2 separate regions of the Gasterosteus aculeatus genome follow, and region 1 is linked to region 2. Evidence: chromatin contacts called from public Hi-C data. All regions are on one chromosome and are shown on one strand. The core of a region is the stretch at or near the end of the contact, and the rest is flanking DNA. Distances in the headings are between cores, read along the strand shown. Region 1 overlaps cachd1 (cache domain containing 1). Region 2 overlaps ror1 (receptor tyrosine kinase-like orphan receptor 1).

What was found. Hi-C and Micro-C count contacts between places; a contact is called where the count stands out from the background.
Region 1: a Hi-C map of blood and trunk muscle shows a contact between it and region 2, with 3 times the contacts expected there. The contact joins two enhancer-like sites. A contact is called at or near these places in 5 of 6 Hi-C or Micro-C datasets (blood and trunk muscle, skeletal muscle, tail fin and 1 more).

Annotation. Positions count from the first base shown.
Region 1 is chr8:10,786,393-10,789,170 of fGasAcu3.hap1.1, reverse strand. It overlaps cachd1 (cache domain containing 1), which reads right to left. Exons shown (of 27, transcript XM_040184354.2): 5 at 1,682-1,808; 6 at 629-773; 7 at 250-466; 8 at 1-129. Among protein-coding and RNA genes, the nearest start is that of raver2, 28 kb to the left of the region's middle. Within about 2 kb of position 1,495, at least 1 of the 9 cell types and tissues checked has open chromatin away from gene starts, as enhancers often do.
Region 2 is chr8:10,741,544-10,744,243 of fGasAcu3.hap1.1, reverse strand. It overlaps ror1 (receptor tyrosine kinase-like orphan receptor 1), which reads right to left. Exons shown (of 11, transcript XM_040184732.2): 9 at 1,940-2,167; 10 at 1,461-1,825; 11 at 1-1,268. The coding sequence ends at 563. Among protein-coding and RNA genes, the nearest start is that of cachd1, 14 kb to the left of the region's middle. Within about 2 kb of position 1,408, at least 2 of the 9 cell types and tissues checked have open chromatin away from gene starts, as enhancers often do.

The DNA.
Region 1 (2,778 bases), core at 246-2,745, 45 kb before region 2:
GGATCATGACCGAGTTGTTGAGGTGTCGGTTCTCCTCTCTGACCACGCTGAGCGTCGCTCTCTTCTCCTGCTCCGACGACTCTCGAGACGTGATACCAGACGACAGGTAGATGATCACCATGTCAGTGGCTGAAACGGAGACAAAAAGCATGTCAAGGTACATCGCTTCAATTGCCGGCCAAACCGATTATGTTGGAAAAAGATGGCTGGAGTTGATCTCCGATGCGGCGCACAGGGACAATCTCTTACTGGCACTCTGCTTGCAGATGCTGCTGGTATTCCGGATCAGCTGGAAGGCCTTCTGGAAGCCCGCTGCGTGCTGCGTGGCTCCATCCGACGCCTTGATGTTGGAGATGAAGGTGCTCATCTTCCTCTTGGTCTCGCTGGTGGCCGGAGAGAGCAAACTCTTGTAGCACTGGTCCAGAGAACAGGAGCGAACCGCCTCTGCCACTGACAAAATGGAGATCTGCAGAGCAGCAATAAGGAGGTACGAATCAGAAAAAAACATGTTTGTTGTGGCAATACTAAATATTCTTCTTAAAATAGTTTTAGGTTATTTTATGGCTTCTAAACTAGGGTTTATAAATTCATCATTATAAAAGTGACGAGGTCCAATCCCTTTGCTAACCTTGTCATGCTCATCGGCGGCGTTGAGGATGACCAGCGCCGAGTCTCTGGCGATCTGAAGCTGGGTGTCGGTTACAGACGCGCCGTGGTCCACCATCACCACGATGTGCTTGGACTGGGGCAGCACTGCAGACACATACACAGGCCTGGAGGCGCAGGCGCACACACACGCACACAAAGGAATCAGATAAACATGCGACAAAAGTCATTAAAATAATTTGGATTTTCGGTTAATGCGTATATCTTTTCTGATTAAGAAACACAATTTTAGTGGCTTCACAGACCTTGTAGCACAAGCAACAAAAATAATCTAAAGTAATATTCTGCTGTAGTGAAATCCCCCCAAAAAGAAAAAATGTGATGATCATCGATCTGTGTTCAAAAGATAAACTCTGGATTTTCGCAAAGCGAACTTTGTGCTCATCTTTGGGGTATATTTACAGTATTTGGTGCAGGTATAAATATAGATAAAGGCCCGGCTTAATGAAATGCATCAATAGGGTGGTCAGCGCCTGTGTGTGTGTGTGTGTGGTCTGCTGGACAAGGACACACTAACACAGGCTGCAGAAGGGGAGTGATGTACTCACAAAGCCTCATTCACACATCAAGCAAGTCAAAGTAACGTCATTTCTCTCCTGGCTCAGACAGCCAGAAAAACGTTTTAAAAGACCCAGAGTGAAAAAGAAATAGCGAGGGCCAATGCAAAAATGAAAAGACCAAATAATACAGAAATAAAAGACGAGAGAGAATAGAAACGTCTTTCAGCCGCGGCCACAAGACAGAAAACCACAACACGGGAGGTGTGAGATTCCGACCGGCTTTGGAGGGACAGAGCGACATTCCTGCCAAGGGCATGTGTGGTCAGGGTGTGTGAGGGCGGCATGCCATCAATATGCCCTCTAGACCACCCTGCAGCCACTGACTGCAGGGGACAAGTTGGCGGTGACGTCAGCTACTTTGCCAAGTGAGTGATTCATTGTGTTTGGTAATAACTTTGGGCTTAGTAATAAATAAATAAAAACGCTTAGACAAAAGGAGGACTTGGTCTTTATACCTGCTGCGGTGCTCGTAACTTCCCTTGCACTGAAACTTGTGTGCCGGGAAGAGTGTGAAGATGCCCTCCTCCGAGCTGAAGTACTGCCACTTTATCCCTGGGTTGGACTTCAGGTTGTCTGCCAACACTGTGGAGGGAAAAGACAAAGAGAGGGGACAGCGAACATGTCAGTGAGGGAAGGACAAACACAAAACGGCCTTTCACAAAGAGACGGAGGGAGGTGGGCGGGGGGGGGGTGGGCAGCTAAAGAGGCTCGAGTAGAAACTTTGGGACATATTCAAGAAAAAAAAAACAATAGAAAAAGGGAGGAAACAGGCTTTTTTTACATGATATACAGTCATTAAATAATTCTCTTAAAGAGGGCAAATGCTCGAGCAGCATTCCAAATGAACTAATCCTATGAATACAAATGAACAAGCTAGCAGGGAACCGTCAAGACACAAATCACAACAATCCAGATTTAGGGCCCAGACCACAATTTACCGTTCTTTATTGATTTACGTCTTCGCTTCGATCGCACACGAGGCTGCTACTTGTTTCTGGACAGGAATCAATTGATACGTTTAGTCCCAAATAATATTTTTCTAAGACAAAGTTTTTGATGAGCCACAGCATCTGATTATGACGAATGCACACCCATGGTGGTTTCCGCAGGTCATTGGCAGCTGTGCACATGCACCAACTATTTATCCATTTAGCTGACTACTGTTGTCATTAGAGAGGAGGTTTCCCAGAACAGAATAGTTCTATGGTCTTTGCCAGACTAAATAGTCTCAAAATGTGGACTTGGCTTGCAATCTCATTGAATGAATCACCTCCTAACGAGAACCTGTTTGAAACATTTCCAACCTCGCAGCAATATTACAAGTCGAAGGATGTTTAATATTCTCTGGTGGGGGAGGAAAATCACCTGTCAAATATTCAACTAATGCTAAAAATCCAAAACACACACACACACACACACACACACACACGTCGACCTGCCCAACTGTCAAATAGTCTAAACGGCATCAAAATGCACCTCTGACTAAGTCATGACAATGGAAGTACAGGTTCCTGCGCCCCGCCGTCGGACACCAGCTCTGCCCAGTCACTTC
Region 2 (2,700 bases), core at 159-2,658:
GCTGCTCAACTGGTTCTCATCGCTGCTCCCACATCGGATCGCTGGGTTATCAATTGCTAAATGCTAAAAGTCCCACCGCAGCTGAAAGGAGCGTAAAAGTCCAGGTGTGAGTGTCAGCGTTTCCTTCAAATCCTGCATGAAACAGTCCAGTAACTGTTTGTTGACGCAGTAACTTCCTGCCCCACTGGGACGCAAACCACTTCCTAGGATGGGCTTCAATTTCAAAATCTATTCCTTAATAAAAAAGTTCTTGAATATATATCTTTGAATTCCACTCATTCTTTCAGGACGTATGTACCGTATTTACACAGAGGTTAAAATAATAACACAACGTTTTCAAACGATGGCGGTGGGTACACATGCTTCTAACAATAAGGCGTTACAAATCAGACAGCTGTGGCTATACTTGTGTAGCTGTGGCAGTGCTTCTTGCACAGTCAAAATGTGCATTCCGGCTGGTTTCTGTTGGGCCTCCGCGTGTCTAGAGCAGAAAACGTTAGACTGGCTCCCCATGTTAGACGCTAAACTTCTCAAATGTGGGTCCCGGGCAGAAAGAGTCTATCTACAGGCCTGCGGTGATGACCGACGAGTCGTTGTACATTAGCGCGTCAGAATCCGCGGCGAGCAGCGCCTTTTGCGATGCGTGGTCCAGTTGTCCCACTCCCTTCTGGCCAACCTGTCCGTACACCTGAACCGCTCCCCCGCTGCTCCCCGGCATGATGCAGTGGGAGAGCAGCGGCGTGTTGGCGTCGTGGTTGGAGCCCGTGGTGGAATGCACTCCGCTCACGTGACCCGTGCTGGTGGAGCCGCTGGCGCTGCTGGGCGAGCGGCTTTTGGGCGGCGGCAGGTGATGCTGCACCACCCTGGTTGGTTGGGCAGGTGGAAAGTGGGCGGGGAAGGCGGCGTACCCTGGCGGGATCGGGTACCCGTTGACGGGGATGAAGCGCTGGTGGGTTTGCGTCACGGCCATGGGCGTCCAGGCCTGAATAGGGCCCATCTGGCCCGGGGAGGCGATGGCCTGGGCCGGGTAGAGGTAACCTGCAGCCGCGGCGGCAGCAGCCGCGTAGCGGGGGTTGCTGAGGTTGCTCACGGGGCTGGCGCTCAGCGAGGTGGTCTGGGTGGTGGCGTTGCCTCCACCGCCCGAGGGAGTGCTGGAGCTGGCGTGGGAGGACAGCCCCTCCCAGGCTCGCAGCCGGAGGTGGATGTCCTTGAAGCGCGTTCGGCGCGTTGGTCCCTCCTGCCAGCACTCCGTCATCAGACCATAAAACCTGAGAGACATCAGAGGAAGGTGGTTGTCAGACAATTGTGAAAAAGTTCTCTACAAAAACCCTTTGAATGCTGACTGAATAAGCGCCGGCCACTTTGACACAGTTAAAGCGTGTGAGCTTTGCACTATTGCATCATCTTCTCGTTATCCAGCTCGTAGCTTATGCTGGACAGCAACGTGGACCTGAACATACCTCGGGGGACAGTCCTCGGGGCAGGTCAGCAGCTGCCTCTTTCTCACCATCTCCATCACCTCTTGGTTGGAGAAGCCGTAATAGGGCTGCAGACCGTAGCTGAAGATCTCCCACAGCACAACTCCGAAGGACCAGATGTCAGAGTCTGACGTGAACTTGCCGTACGCGATGGCCTCTGGGGGCATCCAGCGGATGGGCAGCAGGGTTTTGGGCTGGAGGCAGTAGTAGTCTGAGGAGTAGATTGCTCTGGAGAGACCGAGGTCGGAGATCTTGATTTGGAGCTGCTCGCCTACTAAAATGTTCCGAGCTGCGAGGTCTTTATGGGTGTAGAAGTGGCTGGCCAAGTACTCCATCCCAGCTGCCACCTGGGTTTTATTCATCAAAAAGAAAACAGTCATCAAAGGAGGAAGTAGCTGTGAAGCGTCTAGTACAAAGCACCGCGGTAGCAATGCGAGGAATCTCTTGCTTTCACATCCCACCTGTATGGACATGTGCAGGAAGTCCCCGTGATCCAGGCTGGACTTCACAGTGCCGTCCTCATCGCTGCTGCAGCCGACGTCAGAGTGGGGCGAGCGCATGATGAGGAACTCGTGGAGGTCCCCCAGGGGCAAAAACTCAAAGAGCATGCAGACGGGCTGCTCCTGGATCACCACACCCAGAAGGCACACCACGTGTGGGTGCTGCAGCTCCGTCAGCACAGCAGCCTCCTGTCGTCGAAAACACGGAAGACATCGGTGAACTGCTTTTGACACCTCAAAGTCCACTTATTGAGGCCTTGAAAGGCGGCTGAAAGTTTTCTTTTAAAAGACAGATGTTTTGGTGTTTGGGCTTTAAAGGCTGGCAGTTGAAAGGGAGGATTATGTTTTTTTTACACAGGAGTCATCTGGATAATTCCACAGTTTATTTTAAGTGAAAAAAGGGGATACTTGACTGTATACAGTCGGCCATCGCCCACGTTTACCTTCTGTGGAAATATAGCAAGTCATGCTTCAGGTCTTGTGGGAATAGAGATGTTTCCAATGGCAAAGCAGTGCCTTGAATTCTAAAACGGAGTATTTTAGAGCCATGTCCTCACACAATTACCAGTTAAAAGCCTGTCTTTAAAATAAAAAATGACTATTTCAGGGTTTTAGAGGTTCTGCAGATGTTACACGTGGAGGATTTTCACAACTGTGTCCCACCAACAATACACATTCATCAAAGTTTCTGCTTTTTTCAGCTTCGGAGGGAGGAATCTCTT